Linked DNA regions of Capra hircus: region 1 is linked to region 2. The links are chromatin contacts, called in public Hi-C maps. All regions are on one chromosome and are shown on one strand. The core of a region is the stretch at or near the end of the contact, and the rest is flanking DNA. Distances in the headings are between cores, read along the strand shown. Region 1 overlaps HIPK2 (homeodomain-interacting protein kinase 2). Region 2 overlaps HIPK2 (homeodomain-interacting protein kinase 2).

The links. A called contact is a pair of places that touch in the nucleus more often than the background predicts.
Region 1: a contact with region 2 is called in a Hi-C map of liver, with 1.8 times the contacts expected there. The contact joins two enhancer-like sites.

What each region holds. Positions count from the first base shown.
Region 1 is chr4:17,238,327-17,243,490 of ARS1.2, forward strand. It overlaps HIPK2 (homeodomain-interacting protein kinase 2), which reads left to right. Exons shown (of 15, transcript XM_018046876.1): 2 at 682-1,765. Among named protein-coding and RNA genes, the nearest start is that of HIPK2, 67 kb to the left of the region's middle. Within about 2 kb of position 3,280, at least 1 of the 5 cell types and tissues checked has an H3K27ac peak or open chromatin away from gene starts, as enhancers often do.
Region 2 is chr4:17,184,611-17,189,870 of ARS1.2, forward strand. The region is part of intron 1 of HIPK2 (homeodomain-interacting protein kinase 2); the gene reads left to right. Among named protein-coding and RNA genes, the nearest start is that of HIPK2, 13 kb to the left of the region's middle. Within about 2 kb of position 3,876, at least 1 of the 5 cell types and tissues checked has an H3K27ac peak or open chromatin away from gene starts, as enhancers often do.

The DNA.
Region 1 (5,164 bases), core at 2,030-4,529, 53 kb after region 2:
CTAAGTATACAGTAGGTAACCGGGCCACCTGAGGCAGCCTTCAGGTTGCCACCCGATGAGAACTGAGGAAGAATTTGTTTCTATTGCAGACAATGCTTATTAGGAAAAAAAACCAACATAACAAGCTAAGTTCTGGAATTCTAATTCCATCTCTGAGACTTGGCCGTACTCCCAGCCTTCGAGTCTTCTACCGGAACTCCCCAGGCCCACAGGCTTAGTGGCCAGATTGTGCTTCTGGGTGGAACAGAGTCGATTTTCCAACCTTTTTTTTAAGTTTATTAATTTTTTGGTTGCACTGGGTCTTCATCGCTGCATGCGGGCTTTCTGAAGTTGCGACAAGCGGGAGCTCCTCTCTAGTTGCGGTGCGCGGGCTTCTCGTTGCGGCGGCGTCTCTGGATATGGAGCACGGGCTCTAGGACGTGCAAGCTTCCGTAGCTGTGACACGCGGGGCTAGTCGCTCCGCGGCATGTGGGATCTTCCCCGACCAGGGATCGATCAGGCGTCCCCCTGTCGTGCAAGGCAGATTCTTCACCCCCCGGACCACCAGGGAAGCCCCTTTGCCCTTGTTTTGAAGTGGAAAGACAGTATTCTCGAGGACCCACACCGCTGATCAGAACCCAAGGGGCCATGTCATGTTCATTCACGCGAGGGCGACTAACATCTCTCTCTCTCCTCCCGCAGGTATGGCCTCACATGTGCAAGTTTTCTCCCCTCACACCCTTCAATCAAGTGCCTTCTGTAGCGTGAAGAAACTGAAAGTAGAGCCGAGTTCCAACTGGGACATGACCGGGTACGGCTCCCACAGCAAAGTGTACGGCCCGAGCAAGAACGCGCCACCGTCCCAGCCAGCCGCCGCGACCGTCAGCGCCTCCCTGCCCATCCCCAACCCCAGCCTCCCGTACGAGCAGACCATCATCTTCCCAGGAAGCACCGGGCACATCGTCGTGACCTCAGCCAGCAGCACTTCTGTCTCCGGGCCTGTCCTTGGCGGACCGCACAACCTCATGCGTCGCAGCACTGTGAGCCTTCTTGACACCTACCAAAAATGTGGACTCAAGCGGAAGAGTGAGGAGATCGAGAACACGAGCAGCGTGCAGATCATCGAGGAGCACCCGCCCATGATTCAGAACAATGCGAGCGGGGCCACCGTAGCCACTGCCACCACCTCGACTGCCACCTCCAAAAACAGCGGCTCCAACAGCGAGGGGGATTACCAGCTGGTCCAGCATGAGGTGCTGTGCTCCATGACCAACACGTACGAGGTCTTAGAGTTCCTGGGCCGAGGGACGTTCGGGCAAGTGGTCAAGTGCTGGAAACGGGGCACCAATGAGATTGTGGCCATCAAGATCCTGAAGAACCACCCATCGTACGCCCGCCAAGGTCAGATCGAGGTGAGCATCCTGGCCCGCCTGAGCACGGAGAGCGCCGACGACTACAACTTCGTCCGCGCCTACGAGTGCTTCCAGCACAAGAACCACACGTGCTTGGTGTTCGAGATGCTGGAGCAGAACCTCTATGACTTTCTGAAGCAGAACAAGTTCAGCCCGTTGCCCCTCAAGTACATTCGCCCGGTCCTCCAGCAGGTCGCCACCGCCCTGATGAAACTGAAAAGTCTAGGTCTTATCCATGCCGACCTCAAACCAGAGAACATCATGTTGGTAGATCCATCCAGACAGCCGTACAGGGTGAAGGTCATTGACTTCGGTTCTGCCAGTCACGTGTCCAAGGCTGTGTGCTCCACCTACCTACAGTCTAGATATTACAGGTAAGGCCATGTGCCCTGAGATAAGAGATTCTGAATGTCCAGCAGCACTCACAGAGCGTGTGCCGTGTTGGTCTCTGCCGGGGAGATAAAATTGCTGCTCTCAGTGGTCATGGTTTAGTCGGGAAATTAGGACATGTGCACTTGGAAACGATGATTAGAAGTCACGTGAAAACAGAGCCAAGTAAGATTCTTGGCGTAGATGTTCAGAGTTGGGAGGGATTCCTGGCAGGGTGGGGCTGGGGCTAAGAGCAAAGGCATGGCAGGGGAGTCAGGTTGTCATGGACGGATAGAATCCAGATGCAGGTGAAGGAGAGAGAGGGGCACACGTGATGAAGTCGCTCCAGCAAAATGCCCAGAAAGACTCACAGCAGACTGGAGGACTGCCCACCTGGCCAGAACAGAGGATCTGTGGTGGGTGGAAGAGCTGACCACAAGGATAAGCTGGCACTGGGATGCTGGGGTCTTAGCGACCAGACTGAGGGGTTGCAGTTGCGTCTGTAAACGTGGAGTAAGCACCAACGCATTTGCGCAGCAGAGGGTTATGGGATGAAAGTGATGCTCTGAGAAGGTGGTCCGATGTCCCTGTAGGAGGAGGAGGCCAAGGGGAGGGTCTGTAACCTGGGGACCAGGCCGCCTGCTCTGGTGATGGGAGAACTCCAGGCTTGGGGTCAGGAAGATGAAGGATTGTAACACCCTTGGTTGGAAAATGTGAAACTTCCATTCCTTCACTCAACAAAGATTTATTTCACTTCTGTCATGAGCTAGGCGCAGCTCTGGGGATGGGAACACACCCAGGCCAGCAGGGGCAAGGCCGTCACCATCCTGAAGTCTGTAGTATACAGCTTCCCACCCTTGGCGCCATGTCAAAGTCACCAGCAGGTGGATGGATCTTTAAAAGAAAACACCTGATTTAGGTCCCAGTCCCCACAAGCTGAACAGACGGCTCTAGGGGAGGTGTCCCGCACGGGTGATTGTCAGGGCTCTCCTGGGGCTCTCAGCACACAGCTGGGGTTGAGAGCCGCCGTTCAGGAGGGACCCAGATGAGAGCCCTGGCTCAGGTCAGGGAGGCCTCGTTGCTCTGCTCACTAAAGTGTGTGGCTGGGCTGGTTGCCTTGTTCCTGACCCGTAAACTGGGTGGGTCTGGGTACCAGCCGTGTGGGGCTGGTGGATGATGGAGCCAGGACATGGCTTGGGTGCTCAGCTCTGAGTCCAGCATGTGGTGGGCGCTCAGGGCTTGGATAGGAACAGGAACAAGTGAGTCTGTTCTGGGAGGTGGCCGTGGGCGGCGCTTGAGGGAATGTTTGAACGGTCCAAGACTCGTGGAGGTTGGCAAGAAACGAAACTAAAACCCAGGAGAGAATGGGGGCTGATGACACATTTAGGAGGTTGACACGTGGGTGGTGAAACCTGAATCCCTCGACTTCATCGTGCCCAGGCCCTGTGGGCCCGGCCCCGAAGGGTGCACACGCTTTCCACTCACCCCTCCGTCCTGGCCACGGAGGAGATGAGTGTGTCTGAGCCACGTGGGCACAGCCAGCCCATCAACCCATTCTGAGGCCGTCCTGGCGCCTCCCCACCTTGTCTGCCCACCCCTCCACCTGGCCAGGTCTGCACAGGTGCCCTTACCCCAGGGTCTCCTGACCCAGCCCGGCCCTCACCCTTGGGTCTCCATCCATGACCTCATGCCCCACGCCCTGGATGGTCTGTGGCCAGGAGACAGGCATCCCCATGGTCCCCCACCTCCCTCATCTCAGTCCTGAATCAAACAGGATTGCAAGCCATTCCACCTGTTCCATCCACCACCATCCCCCCATCCCTTCTTGAGCATCCAGGAAGGAGCCTCATGTCCATGTCCCCTGGGTTTCTGGAGAGGTGGATCTATATTGCTCAGCCGGTTCCTCTCCACTCACCTGCTTCTTAAGATTCTGTGGTCAGCTGTTGAACCCTCAGCCCTGGAGCCAGGCAAAGAAGGAGGCTGTGAGCCTGGTGCCGTGGCCGCCACGGAAGGGAGCCTGGGCTTGCAGACCCCAGGGGAGGGCGTGAGGAGGTGGTTGGGCAGGGCTGGGATGGCAGGCATTCTCTTGAAAGTGCCCTTCTGTCAACGTGCGGTCTGGGTGGCATCATGTAGGCTCACCCACCCGTCTGAGGGATAGTCAGCGCTGTGGCCAGCTCCCCGCTGGCACTTGGGGGTGCCAGACCAGCATGCCAGAGGCCACTTATTCCTGGGTCTTGGCCTGAATTTAGGGTGAACTGCAGCAGGGTCAAGATGCTCAGGCTTTTATTATTTTGATAACTTGATGCCATTTAGTGAAGAATACTGGCTTCATTCATGTTTACTAAAAATCAAGCACAGCAATCCTCAATGCTTAGTCCTCAGTCGTGTCCAACTCTTTGCCACACCATGGACTGTAGCCCACCAGACTCCTCTGTCCGTGGGGTTTTTCAGGGAAGAATACTAGAGTGGACTGCCATTACCTTCTCCAGGGGATCTTCCCGACCCAGACGCTCCGCTGGTGACTCAGTGGTGAAGAATCCACCTGCCCGTGCAGGAGATGCAGGAGAATTGCAGGAGAATCGGGGTCGGTTCCTGGGTTGGGAAAATGGACAGAGGAGTCTGCTGGGCTACGTACAGTCCATGGGGTTGCCAAGACTTAGATATGACTTAGTGACTAAACAACAACATTCTTAACGTAGATCTTAGTAACCTCAGCATACCTTTTTTCTTTCCTTATTAAATGGAGAACTTTCACCTTTTCACTTAAAAGAAGCTCTTTACAACTTCTCTTTGGTATCTGAATTCCCAGCATCACTCCTTTTGCGCTTTGGGGCTGTTACTAAGTAAAATAAGGTCTACTTGAACATAGGCACTGCCGTATCACAGTCAGTCTGATCGTCGAGTTGGCTACCAGGAGATTCTACTGGGGGCTCACAGGCAGAACATGCTGAGCGAAGGGAAGATTCCCGTCCTGGCTGGGATAGAATGAAACTTGATGAGATATTATCACGCTCCTCATAACAGCAAGCAATTTAAAACTTAAGAATTGTTCATTTCTGGAATTTTTCACTTAATGTTTTTGGATTGAGCTTGACTCTGATTAAGGGGGAGGGACTACTGCATTTGATTCTATATTGATACCAGTTATTTTTCTTTTTTTCTTGGAGCAAGCAGTAAGTTGATGGTTGGATATTTCCACTGTCAGTGTGACCAGCAGACTGAAAATAAGACTAAATATTAAGCTCTACCCAGGAAAAACAAAAAGACATTCCATTCAGGCAGGAGATAGTGATTAAAATGTGTGAATTTTTGTTTGTTTCTGCTCCAAGCTGTTCAAAATACTCTTGTCTAGATTTCATTTGAAATACTTGAGACTCTTACCAGACCAAAGAAGTAGGAGGGGT
Region 2 (5,260 bases), core at 2,626-5,125:
TGCTTCACTGGATGCCCTGCTCCTTTCTTTCCCTCCTCCACCTTTATCTTCTACTTAGGGTTGCTCCATAAAGCAGGGTTGATGAAACTGCCCCATTTCCTGTTCCTGGCTGCGGAAAGTCTGTTCCTCCCACAGTGAAACTCACCAGAGAGCCCAGTGCATCCCACAGCTCCTATGTCTTGTCCGTCTCTGCCCCTGACACAGGCAGCTGCTCCTCCTCCTGTCCTCCCCTTTGATGTCATCTCACCTCTCTGCTTCCACCTGCTTATTATTTCCCACTCACCTGCCCACAGCCAGCCGGGCTCCTCCCGTCCCCGACTCACCTGCCCACAGCCAGCCAGGCTCCTCCTGTCCCTGACTCTGTGTATCTTGGCCGTGTGTCCGCCTCGTTACACTCCTGGAAGTTATGTCAGGGTCCGAGAGCATGACACTGGGCCTCTCTCTCTGGGAAGCATTTGTGTTGGGGAGCTGTTTGGGAAAAGTGCTCCTCCAGCTTTGGAAACTGTCAGTCACCCGGAGGGCCTGTTAAAACAGATCACCAGGCCCCACCCTCACAGTTTCTGTTTCAGTAGGTCTGGGGTGGGGCTCGGGAATTTGCATTTCTAATTGAGAACCCGATTTTAGAGGAATGCACTCAGAATGAGAAATCAGTGCATATTTAGAGTCCGATGGTAGTTGCTTTGATGGAGATTTGCCTTGGGTGGGTGGGAGTCAGAGAGGCCTGACAGGGCCTTACTGCAGCTCTGGCACCCTTCCTAGCTGAGACAGCCTCCAGCCTCCAGCCTGCCTGCCTCAACTCCGGGAGGGATGAGGCTCCATCTTTTCCAGGCCCCATCTGTACTCTCAGGGGCTACTTTCTCTTCTCTCCCCAGAGCTGGTCAGTCTGTAGTTCATCCAGTTTAGTGCTAGGAGCCCAGAACTGAATAGGCAGGAATGTCTCCCACTAACAATATATGATTATTATTAATTGACATAACGCTATGATTTTCTCCATTTACAGAAGAGGAAATCGTGGCTTACAGAGACTAACTAACCTGTCCAGGATCTCATAAGGCAGGGCTGGAGCCCTCCTGACACTGGAGTGTGTTCTTGGCTTGACCAGCCAGCCACCCAGCTCCACATGGGGCAGTGGGAGGGGTGCAACATTCAGCGGAGAGGATGCCCAATAGGAAGGATCTGGGATCCTTTTTGGAGCGGGGGCGGCCACGGTGGGGGCTGATGGTGCTGGAGCACGGAAGTCACAAATGCCCGTTCCCCCGCCCTACCCCCGCCCTGCTGTCCCGTTTGCCTCCTCTCCATCCATTAGGAAGAAATGAGATGGTGAGTGTCAAGCAAATGAGATGATATCAAGGTCTTAGTCTGGTAGCTGGTGCAGAGGAGGGTATAGTTCGGGGCAGCCAAGCCATGAGCCCATTTGAGCAGCTAAAACAGAGATCTGAGAATAACCTTACTGAGACCTCTAAGAAGAAAAGTTATGGAAAGATGATAACAGCTAATACTTACAGAGCCCTTGGAAGTTCCAGTTTTGTTCTCAGGCTTCAGTTCTGTTAAATCATTGTCACCTTGTAGTAATGCAGCAGCGTAGGTTATGTCCCCGCTGTGTTACACTCCAGAGGTAGTGGAAGGTTCAGCTGCTCCCAGGTGGCTGAGCTGAGGTTACCCCCATCCCCGGCTCCTCCTGCCCCCCAGTAGCCTGGACCCAGAGCCCCTGCCCCTATCCACTAGGCTCTAGCTGCAAAGCAGAAAGTCCTTCCAGTCCCTTCCTTGATAAGAGAAATTTGTAAATATGTTTGTTCTGCCCCCGAATATAAATGTTGTTTGTTTCAGTCAGAACCTGAATAAATGTTTTAAAATTTGAAATGCTGATTCCTTTTGGTCTTCTTGAAAGAGAAGGTGTTGGGCGCATAGAACAGTCAGGTCTGAAAGATAAGAGCAGTGGAAGGACCAGCTCTGCCATGTGTTAAGCCAAACCATAAAGCTTCAGATTTGGCACGAAACTTGACAGCCCCATCAGCGGGCAGAATAGGTGCTCCAGATTTAAGGCCCCGTTGTCTGTGAGCATTTAATAGATGACGAAGAAGTTTCCACGAAGCAGTCGGGAAAAGGAAACCTGATTTAGCAAATGGGGACGGGACCACGTGATAGCAATTTGAAAAGTCTCAACGGATGTTATCACCTCACATCATTATACCAACATAAATTCTGTGTGATTAAACTGTTAAATTCAACAAAAGTCTGTCGAGCGCATTCAGGAAGCCAGCGATTGCTCTAGGTGCTAGGGGTGCAGCAGTGAGTGAAACAGATGAGTGCCCCTACCCTGAAGCAGCCTGCATTTTCATGGAGAAAGGTAAAATATATCAATGGATTTTTTTTTAAAAAATCCATTTTTAAAGAAAGCTGGGAGGAAACAGAAGTGGTATTTATTAAACCTCCAGAGGGGTTGACATTTCTAAGTTTAGAATCTGTCAAAGAAATCACAGAGGAAAATATTGCTAGTTTTGTTAGTGTAACATTCCCCAGATGTTAAAGTTGTTTCTGGTTCTTCTATCCTGAATCATTTCTCAGTGTCACTCAGGGTAACATTAAGGGGTGTCTGGGTTTTAGGATCAGTTCTTCAAAGAAGCATTATTAGATCAAGGAGTATGACCATTACTCTGGTTAGATTAGATACAGATACTGGTTCTAGATACTTCCCTGGTGGCTCAGTGGTAAAGAATCTGCCTGCAGTGCAGGAGACGCAGGTTCGATTCCTGGGTGGGGAATATCCCCCTGGAGGATGAAATGGCAACCCACTCCAGTATTCTTGCCTGGAAAAGCCCATGGACAGAGAAGCCTGGCAGGCTACAGTCCATGAGGTCACAAAGAGTGGAACACGACTTAGCAACTAAACAACAAAGATACAGGCCACCAGGTTAACCTAATTTCCTCCTCTAAGTGTTTTTATATTAAACAAATCAAAGCACCTTGATAAAGATTAAAGTTCACCTGCCCACGAATTCAGGAAGGCGCAGAGTTCCTCCTGCTCTTGGGGGACCATAACTATCCCCGAGGGCTTTCACACACCACCTCTGTGTGTCAGTGACTCCCAAAGTTGTGTCTTTACCTAGACTCCTTTTTTTTTGTGCTCCAAAGTCACAAAGCCCACAATCTACACGACATCTCTATTTGGATGTCTCACAAGCATCTCAGACTTAACGTGTAAAAGAGAAAAATCTTGTTCAACCACCCGAAGTGTGTACTTCTCCCAGAAATCTTTATTTCCATAAACAACATCTTCTTCCACCCAGTAGTTCATATCAGAAACTGGAGAGTCATCCTCAACTTCATTTTACTTTATATTTAATCCATCACTGAATTGTATTGATTTTTGCCTCCCCAGTACAGCCACTCTTGTTTTTCACTGTGGTTACATTCTGTGAAGTCACTGCGGGTGCCACGTTAGGGGACGATGAACCACTGCCCCTAGGATTGGCTTTCTGTGAGTCTCTGGTCATATTTTCATCAGCCGATCACTGCAGAACCTTGTGTTTTATGTGTGTTTTTGTTGAATGACACCTTCTTTAATACACACTGTTGATTGATTAGCGTTGAACTTGCAGCCCACAGCACTATAACCCATGCTGGAATGAAGCTTAGCGAACACATGTATTTTTCTGTAAGACATGTCTCAGCCTGCTCACACTTAGAAACACTAGACACCCATTCATCATGATGCTTGGGGGTCATTTAAAAATCCCAAACAAAAAACACCCCCAAATGTGAAAAACGTGGTCCTAAATAGACCATGGAAAGTAAGCTCACTTATAGTATTGATGTAAGAGCTGAAGCAAGAAGTCAGAGCCCGACCTCGTTTGACCTCAGCTGGGAACACAGGCATCAGGCATCACGCAGCCCAGATTTTTCCTGGCAGTGTGTGCGTGCCCGGGGTGACTGTGAAAGCACCTGCCGAGGATTGATTTTGAAGTTACAAATAAATATTAGCGAGATTATGGAATCTGCAAATAGCGACTATCAGTTTTACACAGTGAACTTTGTCTTTCTCCACTGCCACCCTGCTAGTCCATCGGTCAGCAGACTTTCTCGAAAGGGCCACATAGCAGATATTTTAGGCCAAACGGCCTCTGTCACAGCTACTCGGCTCTGCCCTGATAGTGAAAGCCGTTGTAGACCATACGTAAATGAGCAGGCGGGGTGGTGTTCCAATAAAGCTCTGTTTACCCAAACCGGCTTTGGGCTGAATTCTGCCTTCAGGGTATAGTTTGGACCCCTGTAGCATCAACCAGCTTCCCAGGTGGCTCAGAGGGTAAAGAATCCGCCTGCATTGCAGGAGACGTGGGTTCTATCCCTGGGTCAGGAAGATCCCCTGGAGGAGGGCGTGGTGACCCACTCCACTATTCCTGCCTGGAGAATCCCATGGACGGAGGAGATGGGTGGGCTACAGTCCTTGGCATCACAGAGTCCAGCACGACTAAAGTGACTGACACGCACGCAGCCTCGTCTAATCCAGCTTCACATCTTCTCTGTACCGCCTCTCGACTTGTCCCACCCACCCAACCCCGCCATTCATTCTTGAGCTTCCAGCCAATCTCCACGTTGATTCTCAGTGTAGCTCAGATGTGACCGCTGTCCCGTTTGGGATGGCCAGCGGCTTCCCCTGACACTTGGAGTAAAATCCCAAATCCTGAGTCACATGGTTACCGTACAGCCCTTGTGGATTTCTGCAGCCTCACTTTAGGTGAGTCTTCCCTTTGCCCCTGGGTGACCATCCTCTGCTCCTTCCTGCTTCAGCACCTTTGCTCACAGTCTAATGTGGAAGGCTCGCCCACTCTCTGCCTGGCCAGCTCCCACTCACTCTGTAGTCACAACCGAAATGTCACTTCCTCCTGTAAAGTAAATGCCCCCTTTCTGATCTCAGGACACCCTGCTCTTTTTCTTCGTGGTGCTTGGCGTGTTCAGGCATCCATGTGTCTGGGTGTGTGTGTTTTCCACCTGCCTGCCCCATCAGACCACACAGTCTAGGAAGATAGAGCCTCAGCTGTCGTTTCTGTCTTCTCTGCTCGAGTCGCCTTCACATGCATTGTAGACACTTCCCAAGACTTGTTAAAGCAGCACACATGACTTTTGTTTGTACAGATCTTTGTATGAAGATCTTTCTTTGTATAGAAACCTGCAGAAGTCACCCTTCTAGAGCCTCTAGTGTATCTTCTCAATTTGAGAGTGATGATTAAAGAAAGTCGTTCTGATAGCGAGTCTGTCAGTG